Linked DNA regions of Bombyx mori: region 2 is linked to region 1. Evidence: chromatin contacts called from public Hi-C data. All regions are on one chromosome and are shown on one strand. Each heading gives the region's core, a stretch centred on a gene start, on an enhancer-like site or on the middle of the called end of the contact. The rest is flanking DNA. Distances are from core to core; before and after follow the strand shown.

Region 1 (5,051 bases), core at 2,479-4,978:
GAGCCAAGCCGCTGCCTACAGTTTACGGCCCACCTGATATTAAGTAGTCACTGCAGCCCATATACAATAACGTGAATGTTTTATTTTTTATTATTGCTTAGATGGATGGACGAGCTCACAGCCCACCTCATATTATAGGGTTACTGGAGCCCATAGACATCTACAACGTGAATGCGCCACCCACCTTGAGATATATTATAAGTTCCAAGGTCTCAGTGTAGTTACAACGGCTGCCCCACCCTTCAAGCGGAAACGCAATACTGCTTCACGGCAGAAATAGGCAGGGCGGTGGTACCTACCCGTGCGGATTCACAAGAGGTCCTACCACCAGTAAATCCCAGATTATATCATCGCTTGCATATATTTAAAGCTGTTGTTGCGTTGCCATTGAATAAGTTCCAACTAATGGAAAAGGGTCACTGTCACTCATGGACATTGTCAATATCAGTCGTTGATCATTACTCAAATTTGTGACTACCTTCAGGCCTCGGATGGAAGTTTCAATTAGATGATAGATGTCATTGAACCGGTTGGTTTTTTTATGAATTTGGGATTACTGGTGGCCCGAAGGCCTCTCCAGTTTCACCAGGACAGGTGGGCGAGAAAAGGCTTAGCTAGGAGTGGTGGGATTAGCTAACAGCTACCAGAGCACCTCCAAAGAAGACCTAACAACTCAAGGGCAGCAGAACCAGTAGGTTAAAGCATGTTGGGCATTGCTACTACATATCAGTTAAATCGCGATATGCCCACAGTATTTTCTTCAATTTACGCGCAATGGAGTTTGGCTTTTTTTATTCTAATTGACACATAGTCGTCGTCGTGGGCTTAGGGATAAGACGTCTGGCGCATTCGTGTTGTGCAATGCACCGGTGTTCGAATCCCAGGCAGGTACCAATTTTTCTAATAAAATACGTACTCAACAATTGTTCACGAGTGTCTTCCACGGTGAAGGAATAACACCGTGTAATAAAAATCAAACCTACAAAATTATAATTTGCCTAATTACTGGTGATAGGATCTCTTGTGAGTCCGCGCGGGTAGGTACCACCGCCCTGCCTATTTTTGCCGTGAAGCAGTAATGCGTTTCAGTTTGAAGGGTGGGGCAGCCGTTGTAACTATACTTGAGACTTTAGAACTTATATCTCATGTAGGTGACGCATTTACGTTGTGGATATCTATGGGCTCCAGTAACCACTTAACACCAGGTGGGCTGTGAGCTCATCCATCTAAGTAATAAAAATAAAAAAACATAGATTAAAAACATTTATAACGTTCCTAATGGAAATTAACTAAGAAGGGTTTTTCTCATACGATTATGATAGCATGTTTCAATTTCCAGAAAAACTGCAATAATTTGTTATTTTTTACTCAGCTTCGTATGGTGACATGATAACGAGTTCAAATTTAAACTTCTTTTGCGTTTTAGTCTCGTGTCTTTTTCAATTTTCATAATATTATTTGCTATCTTTCGAATACAGTCGTCTGTGATCACGTATGCTGTAAAAAAAAAAGTATAAGTAAAAAAAAAGTATTCGATTTGAATACGCAATTTCTTTTTTCTTCCCTACATATGCTGATAGCCTTGAGAGGCTATTTCAGCTTCGCCCTAACTTGTAGATGAGCTCACTGGGCTCAAACTAGAAGTGTTGCTAACACTGACCCTAGCAAGAGCAGTGCTTTGCAGAATCTACCACCGGATCGAAAACGCGACCCATCAAGAAGATCCGGCGAGAAACTCAGTGGGCTGTGTATATGAGTTAATTCGCTCGACGAGCCCTTCGTCGCAAGCGACGGGTTCGATGAGGACGGTGAGCGGTGCTTGAGGTACCTAAAAGAACCGTTAATGGGTCGGGCGGATCCGTAATGAAGTGTTTTGGGTGCCGTCGAAATTAATAATTACGATATTATAACAGGTATAGTAATGGTCGCCCAGTAGTCGAAATTCAACTATTATTGATTGAAATTATAAGTTTGAACATTAATATGGTTCTATAGTCAAAGACTTTACTTTCATAATCACAAATTTGGCCAAGACTACATTATAGACAAATAATATTAAAGACAAACAATATTTATCTATTCTCAATTTGACCACAAACTTTAACAATGAACAAAAGAGTATATATGCGTGTGTGTGTCAAATACACGGTAGTGTGTGTAATGTTTTATTTATCGATTTAATGTATGTATTTCTTATACATAATTTAAAAAAATTAGCATTCTGCACCGCTTCTCTATGTTCTCTATAAGTGTGAGAAATTTCGTACACCTCCGTCTGCGCAATTTTCGTAAAAAGGTGTACAAAGTTTTTGCTTCACGTATTAATATATAGGTGTAGGATTGGTAAGAACGGAACGTATGAATAGAGTGTGGAACGGAGCGTTAAGATGTTAGTGAGAGAAAACGGAAAGAAAGAGAGAAGAGAATGACAGATAGAATGACAGAGAATTGGAAGATGGCGAAGACGGTTGAAAAATGAGTAAGACGTAATAAAATTAGTGTTAATTATTAATTACTATTATAATAGAAGATTTTGGAATAGTGTAGTTTTTATTTTATGCGCTGCGATCCCTATTCCACATAGAGATTATATTTCTCTTGTATATTTATTGGAATGTGATACAATATATTTTAATGCGATAAGGCAATGCCACAGCACGTTTGTTTGACTGATAGCGAGTGCCTTAAGCATCAGTCCGCCACTGTACCTACCTACTATTGTCTTCTTAGTCGTTTGATTCTTGATAGAGTGGTCGAGTTCATTGCGTAGCTTTTAAGAAGGAAGGTCTGAAACGTCTTACGGTACCCCGCCATGTCTTGTGCATAAAGTTAAATACCTAAATAAATAGTTTACGTCTCGTTTAACGCTAGTGGTGGATATACAAATGATTTTTTTATATTTTTATTTATTCAGAAAATTAAATTGTCTGTATGGTTGTCGTTGCTCGTGAACATCGGCATTGTCACTGTCAATGAGTGTGCTTAGAGCGAAAACTAAAGCCATCTCATAAACTTTATACTACTTAGTCGAAATTTTAGAACTAGATTTATACATTATTAAATTTATAATTTTTTTAATGTATCAAAACAAGTATTGGGTTTTTAACCTTTTTTTATCTAAAACTTTATTAACAATTATCTACAAATAAACCATTGGTCAATAAAATCTTATAAACTAAACTAACAAAATTATTTACAAGTTATTAAAAAAAAAACCACAAAACACAGGAAACATGAATATACACTAAGCTCTACAAGAATTCCTCAAGTGCTCTACCCGCAGGTAGAGCTGCAGGTGTAGAGCACGACCAATGATTGATAATGGCACATTATGCGGCCGACACCGAATGTCGTTTTGTACCAGAGGAGGCCATTGAAGTAGCGCGATAATAAAGCAAAGTGCCAAGAAAATATAGAATAATACCGGCTGTCCGGTACACGACCCCCGTCTGCCGACCCCTGGCCCCCACGCCACGGACTATTCATTTCTCACAATTAATCAAAATTATATCAGCGCTGCCATTTAATACAATGTCGGTTTAATTCGCTTGCCAATAAGGCTCCGTTTCGAGTACTGCGGCGTCACGTAGGCGTGTCCCCCGCGAAGAAATCTGGCCAATAGAGTGCGGTAACAAAATATCCGTATTGGCTATAAGTAGGCTCCGCCTGCGTGGCCCGGGGGGCTGGTGAGTGATTTCCGAAACGGCGCATTGTAAGTCAGCGGGGGATCCGCTTGTGTCCTTTCGTCGTTGCGGCTGCCGTAAGCGTTTCAGTTCCGAAACGTCGTAACGTGTATCGGGGGGGTGGTGAAATACGATGGTTTGACAGTGAACCTCGGGAGCCAGCACGCCGAGGGGGGTCCTCTCGTTTTTACAAAGCGCCCGGCGGTGTACCGCTCAGAAGCGCTGCGGACGCCGGACAGAGCGCTCGTGTCGCGTTTTTAACACGATACCAACAATTTTCCGCGAATTTCAATCGCACCTAAATTCTAACTTTAAGTAAACTTGTAGCCTAAGCGAGGCCTAATCTACTCTAGTTTAATAATTATTAAGTGAATTTTCAAACATTGAATTAGTGTGACTTGTAAACGAATGGTCTAATATTGTGATAAAATTTCCAAAAAAAAAACAAGACAAAGATACATGTCTTCAGTTATGTAAGCTGAGATCGTAGCGAGTGGTCAGATACTGTTTCGCTCAAAATGCAAGCGATGAGCGCTAACGCAAGCGCTCCCAGAGCACCCCAGCGCTCTCCATTCGCCATCCAAGAGCTGCTAGGTCTCTCCGATAATCGGGAGAGCAGAGAGAGATACTTCGAGAGCAGAGATGGAGATAGAGTACTCAATTTATCTGAGAGCAGAGAGCCCCGGTCGGCTTACACTCCTCAGTTTCCTCTGCCGGCCTCTGTTGCGAGTCGCGTGGCCTATGCAGCAGCTTTCAATGCTCAAGCTGCAGTAGCCGCAGCCTTCCTCCCGGGTCCTCCATTACTGCATCATCCACCAGGTAAATACCTATAGTATTTTGAGATTCTCACGCGATTTAACTTTGTAATTTTGGCCTAAAACACAAATTAACGTTATCGTTTCTAATCAATTTAGAGCTGTTAGATTTGTTTCATGACAAAATATATTTTGTTTGTTGTGCAATATCGGTGTGAATTTACAATTTCGGTACTAAAATATCCGATTTGTATTGAGCGAAATATTGAAATGAAGATCAATTTAGATAGTCCAAGTAGACTTTTGAGAAGATAGAATTAAAAAGAAGACTTACATGTCACTGTTGTTACAACAAAGATTGGTACATTAAACTACCTGTCCTAGTGAATGAAACTGGAAAAACCGCCGGGCCATTAGTAAACCATAAAAAAAAACATTGTAGTTAAATATTTGCTTCATTTGAACTAAAACCTTAACCTTTGCAAATGGTTACAATCCATATTAAGACACTAGTGAATAATTTCTACGAAATATTTACATATTCATACCTGAAAGTATTTAGTAAGGATATTATGATTATTTTTTAAGTTACGCATCATAATCTTGATTCAAC
Region 2 (4,649 bases), core at 2,122-4,621, 99 kb after region 1:
AAATGCTTTATCCTGGATGATTTTTTAACAGGATTCTGTTTGACTATCTACGTAGAGTTAATATATAAGTAATGTATATGAAAATAAACTGTGTAAATATATATGAAAAATATCTTTAAGCACATTTGAAGAATAACTTTTTGCTGGTGGTAGGATGTCTTGTGAGTCCGCACGGGTAGGCACCACCACCCCGCCTATTTCTGCCGTGAATCAGTAATGCGTTTCGGTTTGAAGGGTGGGGCAGGCGTTCTAACTGTACTGAGACCTTAGAACTTATATCTCAAGGTGGGTGGCACATTTACGTTATAGATGTCTATGGGCCCCAGTAACAACTTAACACCAGGTGAGCTGTGAGCTCGTCCACCCATTAAAGCAATAAAAAAATCGAAATCATATTCATAGAAATCGAATAATTGTTCATTTGTTTTGGGCCGAGAAACAGTTCATAAATGTAACTATGTAGTATAATTTTATGCCAAATCTCCTCTATTTGTTTCGCAGTCCCTCGCCGGATCTTCTCAGTGGGTCGCGATCGAAATCCGGTGATAGATTCTACGAAGCACTGCTCTTGCTAGGGCTAGTGTTAGCAAATTCTCTCAGGTTGAGCCTGTGAGCTCACCTCACGCCCACCCGTACGGGCGTAGCTGGATTAGCCTCTTAATAGGTAGGAAAAAAATTATTCCGCAGTTTGTTTTCCTTAATTTTGTATAGGTCATGCTAACATTTCGGAATTCACGTAATTTCACGAAAAGACCGAAAGTCAGCGTAGCAAATTTCGTTAAAATCAGACAACACAGCACTTAACCCTTCCACGGCCGCCGGGACGGATCATACCATTATTCTATTTTCTCATCACTCGACGAGTTTGCACGTCGCGTTCGTAATACAGGGAGACCGCTTTTTTTCCGAACCCCACTTTGCGGCTCGGTATTTTATTGTATGCTCATTACCGTGTGGGTTTTGAGACGCTTCGCAATGTACGAAATGTCAGAACGAAACGTATGAGAGAATTTTTTGTTGAAGCGAAAAAAATATATTATTATAATACACACGTGTTTAAGTATTTCCTTAGGTCTTCGCGAGTTTAATCTTCTCGCGTTTATTATTGTTCTTATACGAGTATGTATTTCCGACATTTCGAATAATTTACATTATACATAGTCGTAAATGTCTGACATTACATACATTCATATTTGTATCTTAATGTAGTATCTATTATATATACTTTATTAACCATTCTTCTTCTTTTTTTCCACCTTATCTCACTAGATGGGGTCAGCATACCTAATTTTGGGTCGGCACAGCTAATTGTTCTCTTCCATTCTCTTCTATCAGCCGTCATCTCAACACTCACTCCTCTCTCTCTCTCATATTGTCATTCACACACTCCAACCATATCTTCTTCGGTCGACCTGTTCCCCCTCTACCTTGCGCTACCATCATCATTATCCTGCCCTTCTCCCAGTCACCTGGGGTCGGCGCAACATGTTTTCTCTTTCCATAGTCTTCTATCATATACCATTTCTTCGCTCACTCCCCTCCTACCCATATCGTCTTTCACACAATCCATCCATTTCTTCTTAGGTCTACCTCTTCCTCTAAATCCTTCCACATTCAGAGTTAACACTCTCTTAACAATCTCATTTTCATTTCGTCTCATCACATGTCCATACCATCCCAAACGTGCACTCCTCAGCTTCTCTGTCACCGGTGCCACTTTCAGACTTCCTCTAACATATTCATTCCGTATTCTATCCATTCTCGTTACTCCACACATCCATCGCAACATTCGCATCTCTGCTGCATGCAATCGCCTTTCATCTCTCTACCTTGCGCTACCATTAATAAATAAATTGTTAGCCATTAATAAACAAATTTAATAATTTGTTTATTTATGTGACACTTGATTCGGTTGATCCGACATTAGTTCTTAGTACTCATAGGAAGATTTAAGGAGTTTGGTATCTCATCTTCGGAAAGACCAGAGGTTCAGATGGACCCCCATGCATGGTACCCTGGGCTAAAATTGAATCCTTTACGTCCAAGATTTTGTTAAAACTAAAACGTACCAATTCTCTACAATTTTACCACAAAAACGGTGCATGCTTCTTATTCGGATATGTTGACATTAATTTAAGTGTCAAAACACATTTTTTATACCGTCGAGATGTGACTAATTTTTAGGAGTGTATTATTTTAGACCTAAACAAATAAGGTCCACTCGACGTGGAGAGCGCGGCTAATTAGACGCATCAACTATTTGTACAGTTGCTTGGTCGCTGCGTTATGTTCGTAGACGACATCTACTGGTTGAACCCTACCACGATTTGTATCTAGCGATGCAAGGCTATTCGAATCCCGCTGGCGGGTACCAATTTTTCTAATGAAATACGTACTTCACAAATCTTCGCGATTGACTGCCACAGTGAAGAAATAGCGTCGTGTAAAAAAAGTCAAGCCTGCAAAATTATAATTTGCGTAATTACTGGTGGTAGGACCTCTTGTGAGACCGCACGGGTAGGTACCACCAACCCGCCTATTTCTGCCGTGAAGCAGTAATGCGTTTCAGTTTGAAGCGTAGTGCAGCCGTTGTAACTAACTAAGACATTGTAGATGTCTATGGGCTCCAGTAACCACTTAATACCAGGTGGACTGTGAGCTCGTCCACCTATCTAAGTAATAAAAAAAACGATTCACCATAACTATAACTAGCTCAATATCTGAATAGATAATCACTGATAGTGCTAAGCCAGTACCGATTACGCATGTTGCAGTAACAACCGTACAAAGTTTGAACTTAGTTGTTGGAGTGTTGGCCAAACGTAGAGAATTATGGATCGTTACGATAAGATATTAAAAAAAAAGTGCATGGTTGGTCGATCATATTTTGTACGAAGTTTCATAGAATCTTGGTCACTTCTTTCTTGGAGGGCTAATAATAATCTCATTGAAAAACAAACTCGAAATTCGTTGATACTACGTTATTATGTCAGGTTGGCGTTTTTATTCCTCGCCAAGAAATTGTAAAAGTTTTTTAAACCAATTAAATCCAATATAATAATCAAGAGTTTTATAACAGCGTATTGCCAACGCCATCCACACAAAGCCACGCACACACGCACACATAAATCTTGTATAATATGGAAAAGCACAATTAAAATACCTCAAACAAAACATCCAAGATCCAATCGTACGTCAAAAAGCCACTTGAAAGCCACAAAGCGTCTTATTACCAACATATTATTTTAATATTGTTGCAATAAAGGAACAATGGCCGATCGGAATATTTGTGTTAGACACTAATGACCGTGTAGGCACCATACAAGAAAAACAAACTTAGATTTACAGCACAAATAAATATATACGAAACGAAAGTGTATTACGCTTTGGGTTCCGTCGAACGCAAATAAAACCTTGTCGAAGGCTACAAAGAAATGACTCGGGTTGCATCTCGAGCTGTCAAGTATAGTTTTGAAAGGAAATAAACGTGTGATTATTATTAGTGGAGTCTTTGGTTGGTAGTTCTTAGAAGTGATGTGTGGCCGTTGATTTTATTAGGCTTTGATTGACCGATCCTAGACTCCTTCAAGCTGTTGACTTTGGATCTTCAAATCGAAATTGTATGATTAATTTGTACCGATGTGGTATTTTTTTTAAGACGCTCTAGATTAGTTTGATTTTTTTAAATTAGATTACCTCTTCAGAAAAAGACTTTGATGTGGCATGTGAATGACGATATGAGAGAGACAGGAGTGAGTGTTGAGATGACGGCTGATAGAAGAGAATGGAATGGAAAAATTCGCTTTGTACTGGGATAAGGTGGAGACAAAAAAGAAGATTACCTCTTCGTATTTGTGTATTTATTTGATCATCAAAATCTTAATACAGAACGACATTATGTGGCAGATAACTTGTTGTGTGTAACATTATCTTTAATATATACATTTTCTTCTTCAACCTAAATCCATCCAACGCCGAATTAGATCCATAACAAAAAAAACTTACCTATTCTAGTAGCCTCCAGGGGTTATTCTAGATTCACCGAGCTAATAGGTGAGCTCATGGGGCTCAAACCGGGAGTGTTGCTAACACTGGCCCCAGCAAGAGCAAGGCTTCGCAGAATTTACCACCGGATCGGAAACGCGATCCACTGAGAAGATCCGGTGAGAAACTCAGTGGGCTGTGTCTGTGGGTTAATTTACTCGTCGAGCCTTTCGTCGCAAGCGACGGGTTCTGAGAGGATGGTGACCGGTGCTTGAAGTACCTAAAAGCAACGTTAGCTGATCCGTAATGACGTGCTTAGGGCGACGTCGCCTGTTTTCCATTCGGTCCACAGGATCGAGTATGACTAGATTTCTATGTATCTATTGTCCCATCGAGTTCTTATGGGTCCGACCTAACTAACCATCTGTCGATCTTATTTATTACCTGAATAAGTTTCTAGATTTGTAATTAATTCTTATATAATATTATAATATCTTGCACTGCACTAAAATTCGCATGTCAAATAATGACAAAGCATACACGCTGCTTTTAAGTTATGCAATAACTCATTTTCACTATGCTTGGCGAATAAATGATTTCTTTCTTTCTTTCTTTCATTAAACTTTTACAAAATATATTTAATATGTTAACAAAATATGTTTTCA

Evidence for each region. Hi-C and Micro-C count contacts between places; a contact is called where the count stands out from the background.
Region 2: a contact with region 1 is called in a Hi-C map of middle silk gland, with 2.6 times the contacts expected there. The contact joins the enhancer-like site here to the promoter of LOC101740372 in region 1. A contact is called at or near these places in 2 of 7 Hi-C or Micro-C datasets (middle silk gland and posterior silk gland).

The regions. Positions count from the first base shown.
Region 1 is chr18:12,802,559-12,807,609 of ASM3026992v2, forward strand. It overlaps LOC101740372 (visual system homeobox 2), which reads left to right and starts at 3,729. Exons shown (of 8, transcript XM_062673754.1): 1 at 3,729-4,502. The coding sequence starts at 4,202.
Region 2 is chr18:12,902,085-12,906,733 of ASM3026992v2, forward strand. All of the region lies in intron 4 of LOC101740372 (visual system homeobox 2), which reads left to right. Among protein-coding and RNA genes, the nearest start is that of LOC101736278, 61 kb to the right of the region's middle. Within about 2 kb of position 3,372, at least 1 of the 8 cell types and tissues checked has open chromatin away from gene starts, as enhancers often do.